2 separate regions of the Mus musculus genome follow, and region 2 is linked to region 1. The links are chromatin contacts, called in public HiCAR-type maps. All regions are on one chromosome and are shown on one strand. Each heading gives the region's core, a stretch centred on a gene start, on an enhancer-like site or on the middle of the called end of the contact. The rest is flanking DNA. Distances are from core to core; before and after follow the strand shown. Region 1 has its middle 67 kb from the start of Thbs2. Region 2 overlaps Wdr27 (WD repeat domain 27).

Region 1 (6,422 bases), core at 2,437-4,936:
TTCTGTGTGTTATGTGCTGAAAATGTTTTTCTTTAGACAGGCCAAAAAAGCAGGTACCTGGAAGAATCTACAAAGAGCAGAAACAGCCTCCTTTAAGGTTTTTAATAAATTCATCAGATATTAAAATGTTGCCAGGAGGAAACAATGGTGTGGCGGATGGAGAGAGGGAACAGAGCAGAAAGCCACGGCTGTGTCTAATTACTGACTGGAAGAAAGGGAGACCGGAAAGCTGCAAAGCAGCCTGTGGACCTGCTCCGGAATCCCAGCAGAGCCTGCTCCTGCTCCACTCTCCTCTTCCCACTCAGCACGGTGAAAAAGGAACATTCCTCTAGAAACAAACAAACGAAAGGAACTTTATAGGAAATGGGAAACATGGAATTCAAACGATCCTTCCTGTTGTCCCTAATAAAGGAGCATGGAGCGAGAATTTCCACTGTGGAGCTGGTGCTCAGCATTTTTCTAAACCCGCGTTTTCTGTGGGGTTGCTGTGTAAACATAAGTATCCGCCACCCTTTCTCTGAGCTCCTCCGTCTGGCTCCCATACAAAACAATGATAGTGTGAGCAACTTTGTTTGAATCTTCTGTAGCTTTCAGGGCCCTGGAGAATTTATTAAAAACACATTTAAAAAGATGGATATTAATTTTGCTTTTGAAAGATTTGTGAGAAATTTTTGATTTTTGTTTGTAATGGATCATCAAAAATGAGGATTCGTGTGTGTGTGTGTGTGTGTGTTGACCTTTATTTTGCTTTACAGCATTTCAGCATTCTGAAAATGTAATACAAATTAAGATTTTCTTTAAAAAAATTTATTTCATCAGCATAAAATTATTTCTAGGCTGTATTTGTTTCACTGCAAAAATAACTTCAAGAAAATTTTCAATAAAATACTGACAGTCATAACATTTTCCCAGAAGTTGTTCCTGGAGCATAACATTTTCCCAGAAGTTGTTCCTGGATTCACAAATCCAGGAATTGTGAATGCTAGGAGACTGGGCATTCTGTGAGTCTACTGTGGGCTAGCTTTCAGGCAGAGCTCCACATCCCTGGGTCCAAGAGGTAAGTCGCAAGCCATGTCCCATGGTTCTTATTCACAGGAACAACTGACAGAGGAAATAGCAGAAGAAACTCTGAGGCCCAGCAGTGTTGAGCAAGGTGACATTAAAAAATTAGCTATGCCACTTATAGGGACATTTCAAGGACTCCACTAATTCCAATGAATTCTAAATCTGCTTCAAAACCTCTCTACAGAGGTTTTGAGTACTGAGATAAGTATAAATAATTCCAACTAACTATAAATGCTATATATACATTTTTCATCTTTCAACACTGAGACTTCCCTGAACCAAACAGCCAGGCATAGACTGTGTGATCTCATAAATGCCCTGTTAGAATCCCAGCTCACGGGAGGCAGAGGCAGGTGGAGTTCCAGGTCTACAGAGTGAGTTCCAGGACAGCCAGGACTACACAGAGAAACCCTGTCTCGAAAAAAAAAAACAAAAACAAAAAACAAAACACACACACACACACACACACACACACACACACACACACAAACAAACAAACAGAACCAAGGGTTCAAAGGTTATTTCATCTGGATATTCATCTGGATAAACCGATTTTTCTCTTTATCTTATAAATATTGGAAATACATTGTTCTCTCAAACAATAACAAATGAGGTATCATTTCCCTGACTTCCAGATTCTCCTAGGCTCAGATGTCTGTCACACTGACCCATTTGTTATTCCTTCTCTGAGCCCAGTGTCTCTGTTTCCTCCAAGGCAACTGGCAGTGAGTGTCAGACTGTCCTCCACACTGGGAAGTCCTCTTGTGCTTCGGCCTGCCAAGAAACGTCTAAAGTTGTTGGATACTGGTTCAACAATCAGGCTGTGAACAGTGGAGCGCGGTTGCTCTTCTGCCCCTAAGTCTTGGTGCCTAACTCAAGGCTGGGCTCAGGCCACCAGAGATAGGATGGAGCCAGTTTGATCTTCTTAGAGAAACATCATTTGGGGAGTGGTCACATGGTTCCTGGGAGTCACCCGGGTTTTGCACACAACGGAGGTCTCAGCCTCTCCTGGTTTTCTTGCTCTGAGGAGGCTCCCCATGGCCTACTAAAAGCAGCCATTGCTGCAGAATATAATTCTTTTTTTTTTTTTTTTTGGTTTTGATATTCTTTATATTAAGTTCAGTATCTATCTTGACATGTACATTTTATAATGAACATTTATGATATTCATAATCAAATTACACATTAACCACTATTTTAATCATCATTAACAAAGGCAATGAAGATGCATTTTTTTTCTCTGTTCAACTTCTCCTACTACACCCTGTGGTGCCAAGAAATAGGAATAAGGGAAATCCCTTCCCTGAATTCCAAAGTAAAGAAGCTTAGCGCACAGCGCAAGGAAATAAAAATAAACACCTGGGTCCAGTTACTGCACTGATATGTCGGAGTTAGGCTTTCAAACCCTGAAATGAAAACAGGCTTGAAGTCTTTTCAGAGCTAAGTAAGGATGTGGTGGAATGAGGAAGGACCGGTGAGCAGGAAAGGAAGCCAGAAGGAAATTGGTCATGAGGGAAGACTGTCACACGCGCCACAGACCTTGTCACAATGCGCCACTGCTGAGAGATGCAATGGAAGCTGCAAACCCTAGTGACAAAATGGGGCTTCTACTGTGTACAGGGAACTTTGACAGGAGGGAGTTTGCAGATCCTGCCTGGCCCATGCCTAAGAGAAACTGGCTCTTTCGGTAGGAACGGTTAGAGAGACTGTTTCTGTGAAGGAAGTTCGGTTGGCTTTTGGCCCCGTGTCCTTCACCTCTTTACCCCCTCACCCCCACCCCACCCCGCCCGGTTCCACAGGCGTCTCAGATGGAATCCGTTTTCCTTCACGCCGCTCCTGTTAGTCACTGATGCAGATCAGACCCGCTCTTGCTGATTTTGCCCCACACATCAGTTACTTGCTTCTCACCATAGAAGCGACTCGTGGGGTGAAGTGCTGAGGTCTTGCTACATCTTAGGTTATTAATTTATTTTTCAAGCCTCAGTTTCATTTTCTTAAAATAAGGATCACAAATTTCTAAATAACAGAGGCACTGAGCAAGTAAGTAAACACACCAGAGACCTTGTGACCCTTGCGGGAGCACCAGGCTGCTCACGCGGTCCTGTTTCTGCTGTTGAAATTCTTCACAAAGATCCCGAAGGATGGGTTGGTTCAGAAATTTATGGGGGCACAGGCAGGAATTCCTCAGGAATACAAGTACACAATTCATCACAGACAAAGCTGAGGTCCATCACGGTGACAAAAACCGGATTGGAGCTTCGGGATGATATTTCTGATAAGATTCCAAAAGAGTTGAAAGTTTAATACTTCCAACATATTTAAAGCCAAAAAAAAAAAACCTCTCCTTTTTATGTCTTCCAAATCCTCTTTCCTCTCAACTTTTCCAAAATGCTGAAGGGCAAAATAAAACAAAGAAAATGTGTTTCTACTCACGAAATGTTAAAATAAATATGTAATGATTTCTTGGTCAAAATTTTCCTTTCCAAGATAAAAATAATTTGAAGTCACATCTGATAACTATTAATGCGACCGTTCCAAAGCGTGAGGCGTGGTGTTCCTCAGGCAGCTCACAGGCCGGGGAGCAGGATGAAGGAGCGCATGCAGATTGCGGCGGATGATGGGCAGCCAGATGCTACACCACAGAGCAGGATTCTGGCCTGCAATGACAGAGGGGCCGTGCATCTGCCTTAGGCTGCTCTACAGTCATGGCCCAAGAGCTTCCCAAGGCCAAAGTCCCACAGATACTTTGCGTTTTAACCTCTGATGCCTCATGGTTATGTGGGTTGTGTAATTGTGTGGGTTGTGCCACTGTACGGGTTGTGTTATGTTGTGGGTTGTATTATGATGTGGGTTCTGTGTTGAATTATGTTGTAGTGAGGGTTATGTTGTATGGTTATGTGCATTGTGTTGTTACATGGGTTGTATTGTGATATGGGTTGTGTTATATTATAAGTTGTACCATGGTGTGGATTGTAATGTGATGTAGGTTGTGTTGTGATATGGGTTATATTGTAATGTGGGTTGTACCATGGTGTAGATTGTGTTGTATTATGGGTTATGCTGTAGATTATATTGTGATGTGGGTTGTATTGTGATGTGGGTTGTATTGTGATGTGGGTTGTTCTGTGCTGTGCTACAGATTGTGTTGTGCTGTGGTTGTTCTCAAGTTCTGAACTAATCTAGCCCTATGTTCTTCATGGCTTCACCCCAATTCCTGAAGACCGTGGCTATGATGTTCCAACAGCGCCAGGAGTTACTCCCCACTCATCGACCTTTCATTGTTTTCAGTGTCTCCAGCCACTCATTCTCCATCTGCTTCTCACCATGAAGTGTGGCTCTCAGGTCATGTTCACATGTGCATCGTGTACCATTGTCAGCACTGCAAGTCATTGCCCTGTCTGCTCAGGTTATAATTTATTAAATGCCTACCGCATGGCATTCGGGGTATAATTATGGGCAAGGACAATAAGGTCATTATTATCACTGAACTTAAAAGTCCAATTCAGGATAAGAGCAGCCGTACAAGAGCCACAGGAAGGGAAATGGAAAAAGCAGAGAAAGAAAAGGAAAGAAGTCCCTCAGAAGACTAGATGCTGTCAAAGTGGAATCTGATACCTCACCAAGGGAGGAGGTTGTGCAACAGCAGTCCCTGAGGGCAGGAGTGAAAGTGGCTTCTCCCACCACACAGCTTCAAGCACAGGAACTTGTTTCAGAGCCTGAACGAGTAGTGCACGATTTAGGTCTCTAGAAAGCTTTCATGCCATAAAGAGTGTTTTTTTTTTTTTTTAAACTCCATGTTTCTAAAGAGTGATTTATGAAAGTTATCCATGTGTGTAGGGAAGGATACATATTCTACATTCACGCTTTTGTTAAATTTAACTTTATTCCTTACTTATTCACTTTACATCCCTCTCACTACCCCCCTCCCAGTCATCCCCTCCCACAATCCTTCCCCTCTCCCCCATTCCCTTCTCTTCTGAGTGTGTGGGATGCCCCTGGGTATCCTCCACTCTGACACTTTAAGTCTCTGCAAGGCTAGGCACTCCCTTTCCCCCTGAGGCCAGACAAGACAGCCCAGCTAAGTTTTAGCCTAGCTAAAATCAACAATTGATAAAACGGGACCTCATGAAACCGCAAAGCTTCTGTAAGGTAAAGGACATGCCAATAAGACAAGATGGCAGCCTACAGATTGGGAAAAGACCTTCAGCAACCCTATATCTGACAGAGAGCTAAGATCTAAAATTTATAAAGAGCTCACCAACAACCCAGATAATCCAATTTTAAAAAAGGGGTAGAGCTAAACAGAGAATTCTCAACAAAGGAATCTCAAGTGGCTGAGAAGCACTAAAGAAATGTCCAAAGTCCTTAATCATCAGAGAAATGCAAATCAAAACAACTCCAAGGTTCCACCTTATACCCATCAAAATGGCTAAGGTCAAAAACTCATGTGATAGCACATGCAGGTGAGGATGTGGAGCAAGAGAAACACTCCTCTATTGCTGGTGGGAGTGCAAACTTTTACAACTACTTTAGAAATCAATTTGGTGGTTTTTCAGAAAACTGGGACTAGTCAAGACAAGAACCAGCTATACCACTCCTGGGCATATATCCAAAAGATGCTTCAACATCCCATAAAAACACTTGCTCAACTATGTTTATAGCAGCTTTATTCATAATATACAGAAACTGGAAAGAGCTTAAGTATCGCTCAACTGAAGAATGGACAAAGAAAATGTGGTATACACAATGGAATACTATTCAGCTATTAAAAACAAAGACATCATGAATTTTGGAGACAAATATATGGAACTTGAGAAAACCATCCTGAGTGAGGTATCTCAGACCCAAAAGGACATGCATGGTATGTGATCACTTACAAGTAGATATAAGTCATGAAATACAGGTACCCATGTTATACTCCACAGACACAAAGAAAAATGAAGGCACACGTGAGGATACTTGAATCTCACTTAGATGGGGGAATAAAATAGTCATAAAAGGCAGATGGAGGGAGGGAGCTAAGAGGGAGAGGGGACTGAGGGGAATGGGGAGTCCAGGATCAGGTATGGGGAAGGATTGGAGAAATAGCTAGAGAGCCATGAAAATTAATGGAGATCTGTAACTGACAGGGGGTGAGAAGATGGGGGCATCTCTGGGATGAGTCAGAGGCCTGGAATGGGAGAAGTGACCGATAATCAATGGGGGTGGCCTTAGCTGTAGCTCACTACATTGAGGACATGGAGTCTGAAGAGGCCACCTCCTGTAGCCAGGCAGGAATGCTCATGAAGCAATAGAGACATCAACCCACCCACGAAATTTTCAACTCAAAATGTATCTGGTCTATAAGAAATGCAGTC
Region 2 (5,773 bases), core at 2,538-5,037, 220 kb after region 1:
ATTACTAACTGCTCTGAAAAGATTAGTGTCCCATTGGTCTCCAGGGACCATGTTGCTGGCAATATGCTTTCTTGGAATTGAAAATTAACAGTAGCACTATCTTTGAGGCATTGCTCCATGGGTATCTTGGGCAAACTTCCCCACTTTCTGAATCCCTAGTTTGCTTCAGCTGTGGCTATTGTCCCTCTTCCATAGCACCATTCCAAGGACAGAAGAGAGTATGACTGGGCTGGTTAGCGTAAGGCCCCAGGGACTGCCAGCTGAAAAGAAATAAAGGAGCAGCAGGGCCAGGTGAGCAGGGAACAACACGGACACACGGAATCCGCAATACAGATAGGATGGGCACAAGCCACCAAGACTGTCCTCACTGTGTCTGCTATTCACTTAGGGAACATGAAATAAATAAGTGGATTCAGGATCCAAGTAGCTTTGGAACTTCCTCCTGGAGGAGAAAAGTTTCCCTGGCAAAAACCACTGCCTGTGGCGGATACAAACTCCTGTTCCCAGGCCCAAGGCAACCCCACTGTGCATCAGAGAACTCAGCATCCAATGTGTGCCAATGTCTGAAGATCTGGTCAGACAGGCCATATATTTAAACACAAAATGCCACCATATTACACCTTTTCTTTTTGTCTACTTTTTATGTCATATTTAATTTATGAAATGTGTTTCCTTAAAACATTTTTATACAAATATTTAATAGATTTGATTATATACACCTCCCTAACTCATTCTCATCTTCTTTACTCTCTCTTATTTTTTATCCTCTGAAGGTATCATGCAAGGTTCAAAGAAGGGAGACAGCCAACAGTCCTACCCAGACATGATGAGCATGTGCCACATCAACAACCAGCATGAGACAATAACCCTAATGGTGCAGTAATTGCATACGCATTTTGGCAATAGCCAACAGCTAGGCTTAAGTCCCACTCAATAAGACGGAAACTATGCCTGATACTGAAACCTAGCTAACTATGCATAACTACTGAACTCATGGCTATTAGAGGAGAATCTTCAACCTCTAATTTACTAAACCAGCATAATTCCTAATAGGTATCTATAAACATCTGTCCTTATATCACAGAGAAGTAAGTATAGTCCTCACCCTTCATCAAGGAATCTTCTTTTAGATGGAGACCACTACTGAAAACTACAACTGATGACAATGCACAGTTGTGGGCCCCATCAGTCCTGATGTCAATACCCCAGTCTAAGGCCCCAGGAACATTGTAGAAGATGGGTCAAAAAGACTGGAAGAGCCAGAGGGTGGGGAAGGTTGCTGTGAGACTGTGTCTCAATCAGAAGCTATGTCTATAAGGCCTTACCAACATAACTGTCTAAATCTGAGCTGAAAGATGGTGATGTCAATGGACATGCCAAACTAAGTGAAGAAAAGTCCATGAGGCCTCTCCCTACACAAACCCTATTCACTTCTACACAAACTTCAAGTAACCAACGAGAGCTGGGAGCAGGAGTGGTTGTCTTCCCCAGGGAGGAACACCCAGTGCTGATGGTCAGCTCTGAAAATATAAATACAAGTAGCATTACACAGAGTAAACAGGTTATGTTAAGGAACCGTGTAACAACAAAAAAAGAGTTCATTTGATATCCTGTAGAAATTGAGTAAAGCGTGAACCACATGGTCATCTCAACAGACAAAAACAATTACACAAAAATTAAACATTTTCATGATTACAAAAACACCAAACAGACTAGCAATAAGGGGGGCTTCCCTGCACACTATGGGGCCCAGCATGCAAACCCCACAACTGACATCATCCTTAATGACAAAGTCCTGGAAGTGTCTATTAAAATCAGGAACACAACAAAGATAGCTACTCTTTTTTTTTAATTAGGTATTTTCCTCATTTACATTTCCAATGCTATCCCAAAAGTCCCCCATACCCTCCCACCCACTCCCACTTTTTGGCCCTGGCATTCCCCTGTACTGGGGCATATAAAGTTTGCAAGTCCAATGGGCCTCTCTTTCCAGTGATGGCCGACTAGGCCATCTTTTGATACATATGCAGCTAGAGTCAAGAGCTCCGGGGTACTGGTTAGTTCATAATGTTGTTCCACCTATAGGGTTGCAGATCCCTTTAGCTCCTTGGGTACTTTCTCTAGCTCCTCAATTGGGGGCCCTGTGATCCATCCAATAGCTGACTGTGAGCAAGGGATAGCTACTCTTATACTAAGGGAAGTTAATAAAGAGAACTGCACTCACCTGGAGTGGGAAGACCTGAAACTGATCTTTCAGATGGTAGAGTCATATGCACATAAAGTAAGAAACAGTCAAAACCAATTATACCTAATAAGCAAGTCCAATTGGATCACAAAGATCAATATACAGAAACCAACTTCATTTCTATATGATTACACCCAAATGGTCATCCTAAAATTAACTTTAAAAATATTAGGTGGAAAACAAGAGAAATAAATGGTATTTGTAACTGAATCTTCTTTTTCTTCACCTGTGGATGTATATAAGTATAAACACATACAGACCTATATATGCTCAGAAAGAAATATGTGAGAGTTCTAGAGTGTCCATGCCTGTGAGCTGTCATGTTTTCCCTTGTGCTTGCTGTTTCCCTCCCTGTCCCTTTCTCTCATCTCACTGTCTCTGTCTCTCTCCTACCTCCCCCTGCACATCCCTTCCACGTATTTATTTTGTTGTGATGGGGTCAAACCCAGAGCCTCTCTGCCACTGAGTTTTTTAAATAGGATCTTACTAACTCAGGTTGGCTTCAACCACCTGAGCAGCTGGGATTACAGACCCGATGACCACACCTGGCTTGTTTACTCTATTTCCCGAAAGAATATGCACTATTTCTTTTTACAAATTGAAAAAAAAAATGAACAAAAAAGTCAAAAAGTTAAGAGGTACTGTCTCTGCAGTTATAAAACAGTAACTCCAACAATATATTTTCTGTCATTGCAGCTTACATTTTCACAAATAACTACATATTACATGCAATTTCTATTAAAGAAAGTCTGTTTTATCATAGCCAAACTATCAATTGAATCCTTCTCTTAATTGTTCTTGAGAACAATTAGCACAAAGATACCCACACTTGCACAAGTCTATACAATGAGTGGCTTATCTGTCAGACACTGTTATTGTATTGCCTCCCTTCAAAGTCTGTTGCTCTCTTTAATCTGCTTGTCCTTGAGTAAAACATACTTGCCATTCTTATAATTCACAAACTTCATTAGCAAAGTTCAATAATAGAACCAGCTGTGTAACTGGAATCCTATGTGCTGAGAAGAACAAAACTGCTGCAGCTTATTTGAGATACATTTTTAAGTTGGATTTATAAATCACTTACAAAGAAATTGAGCAGAACTAAAATTATGGTCCAACTGTCACATTCCTACAGTGTGACCACAGTGTGCTCAGGGCTGGAGGCCACAGCAATGAGTGTTTGCAGACCTGAAAGCTTTGCCAGACCATCAGGGACAAATATCCTCGCCAGCCAGATATTAGATCAACAACCATTAAACATAATCTGAACCATCTTCCATGGCCAAGGCTCAAGAGCTGAAATCCAAACAGTCGCCCTGCTGCTGAGTGTCCACGTGCTGCATGAGCCCCTAGAGACCTCGAGGAGAAATGCCATGCAGAGGACAGAGCCAGTGACTGACACTAGAGATGTGCCCAGCTTTCATCCCTCCTTCTCACGTACCTTGGAAATCTTTGTTCAGAAAGAGCCTCTCCATTGTCCCCTACTGCTCTGCACCTCTACCCGTCACACTGTGGATTTACAGAGGACACTTGGGACCTGGTCTGTACACAATCTGACTCACGGCTCCCTGGATCACTCATATTGCATAGCTGGCTCCACCGTGTGCAAGACTGCTAGGGTTTGTTGCTGGGCCAATGGCATTGCTCTCAGATGGGAGGGCAGATTTCTGGGGACCTTTTCATTCCCTTCCTCCTTCCTTCCCTTTCTCTTCCCAGGGCAGTCCACCTCTCTGCTCTGTGCAGCAAATTTAGAAAAAGAAATGCTTCTGGCATGAGATCTTCCATGTCATAGGAGTAAATTATATGATTAAAAAATTACATCTTGGGGCTGGTGAGATGGCTCAGCAGGTAAGAGCACCCTACTGCTCTTCCGAAGGTCCTGAGTTCAAATCCCAGCAACCACATGGTGGCTCACAACCATCCCTAACGAGATCTGACTCCCTCTTCTGGTGTGTCTGAAGACAGCTACAGTGTACTTATGTATAATAAATAAATAAATCTTTAAAAAAAAAATTACATCTTTAAACAATATTACTTGTTTCTTTAAGGAGCACATGACTGCACTCACCCACTTATACACACACTCATTGCTGAGGTCAGCAGTTTTTTTATACCCAGTCTGCCTCTGCCACAGCACGCAGTAGGTCCATCCTCCATCCTTACTTATCATATCTGCCCATATGTTGATTGTCTGCTTCACACTAAGCTCCATGAAAGCTCACATCCCACTGTCTTCTTAGCTCTGGTTTTCAACAGTTAAATGAGCTGTCTCTGTTTTGCACCTTATGTGACTTCCTCGTTTATGATCTTCTGTGTCCTGTATAGCTTTTGACTTTCTGTTTTCTGGGCTGGCTCTCCTCTCAGCCTCCATTGGTGTTTGAGAAGGCTGGAAAGAAGTTCTGTGGAATCAGGGACAACACTGGAGCTTCATCTTTTCCTACTGTAGTCCCCCATGATAATTCTTTCTCTACCCTGGGGTTCATCGTCTGCGGTATGGGCCCACCGTGAGCACAGCCTGTTGCCAAGGATGTGCTGCAAGCACTGAAGACAAAAGAAGGACCTTTCACACCAACAGCTTCCTTCCAGAAAGCAGAAATTCCCACACTGTAAAGCAAGACTCACACGCTGGATTTTGCTTTTGGGCTATCGTCTAGAGTTGACATCAGATGAGCTGACAAGAAATGACAACAGGTCCACATGGCATCAAGGACTGTTTTGCACATAACATGTTCCTCTCTGCAGCTGTGTGTCTGGACAGAGCATGCATGACCTGTAATGATTGATCTTAACATTGGTATGCAGATCCGGATTGCAAACCATTTTTCTTTCCTATGAAAATGGTTAATAAGATTTCTTTAGTCTTAAGAAAACTAAACTATGTCATCTTTATTTAAAGTTAGAACATAAAAAAAATCAAATATGAGTTATACACTTTTAATTTTAATGAAAGTGAAAATTTCTAAATAACTGTTTAAATCATATAAAATTCATTTTAAATCACTTTATCTATTGAAAATTTATGCTTTGATAAAAATGTTTTCAATGTTTTGTTTTATATAATCACCCTTTATTTGTTAATGCTCTGGGTGAGTGATAATGAAGAGAAGATGAAACCTGATGGGAAAAAGAACACCAAGAGTGGGCTAACGTGGATGGAACTCCACAGAGACAGCATCTGACACAGAAACTGGCACTCAGAGTATTGGACACTTTGAGGCCTCACTCCTGAATTCTGTGTTACACAGGACGTGCTTACAACTCTAAGCAGAAAGAAGAGGCCTGCATCACACACAACCCTTTAGAGGAGCCCAGCTGAGGGTCAGCCTATCAGCACACCTGACACATGAATAGGTGCTCCATGATCTGTCTGCTCAAGTCTGGCAAACTTGGGTATTTCTTTCTAGATTGATGTGATACAGGCATATTTAATGAGATCATGGATAAAGTGTATTCTTCATAACTTATTAGTTGGTATGAGAATTCTAGCCCTTACTCTGATGATACCTCAGAACAAGCCGCCAATGGCAG

The links. HiCAR-type assays count read pairs that join an accessible place to other places.
Region 2: a HiCAR-type map of fibro-adipogenic progenitors shows a contact between it and region 1, with 4 times the contacts expected there. The contact joins two enhancer-like sites. A contact is called at or near these places in 1 of 484 Hi-C or Micro-C datasets (uterus) and 1 of 115 datasets of contacts at active chromatin or transcription factors (fibro-adipogenic progenitors).

Annotation. Positions count from the first base shown.
Region 1 is chr17:14,624,400-14,630,821 of GRCm38.p6, forward strand. No RefSeq gene overlaps it. Among named protein-coding and RNA genes, the nearest start is that of Thbs2, 67 kb to the right of the region's middle. Within about 2 kb of position 3,687, at least 31 of the 459 cell types and tissues checked have an H3K27ac peak or open chromatin away from gene starts, as enhancers often do. A contact at or near this core is called in fibro-adipogenic progenitors and uterus, where this site is marked.
Region 2 is chr17:14,843,549-14,849,321 of GRCm38.p6, forward strand. All of the region lies in intron 23 of Wdr27 (WD repeat domain 27), which reads right to left. Among named protein-coding and RNA genes, the nearest start is that of Gm23352, 54 kb to the left of the region's middle. Within about 2 kb of position 3,788, at least 26 of the 459 cell types and tissues checked have an H3K27ac peak or open chromatin away from gene starts, as enhancers often do. A contact at or near this core is called in fibro-adipogenic progenitors and uterus, where this site is marked.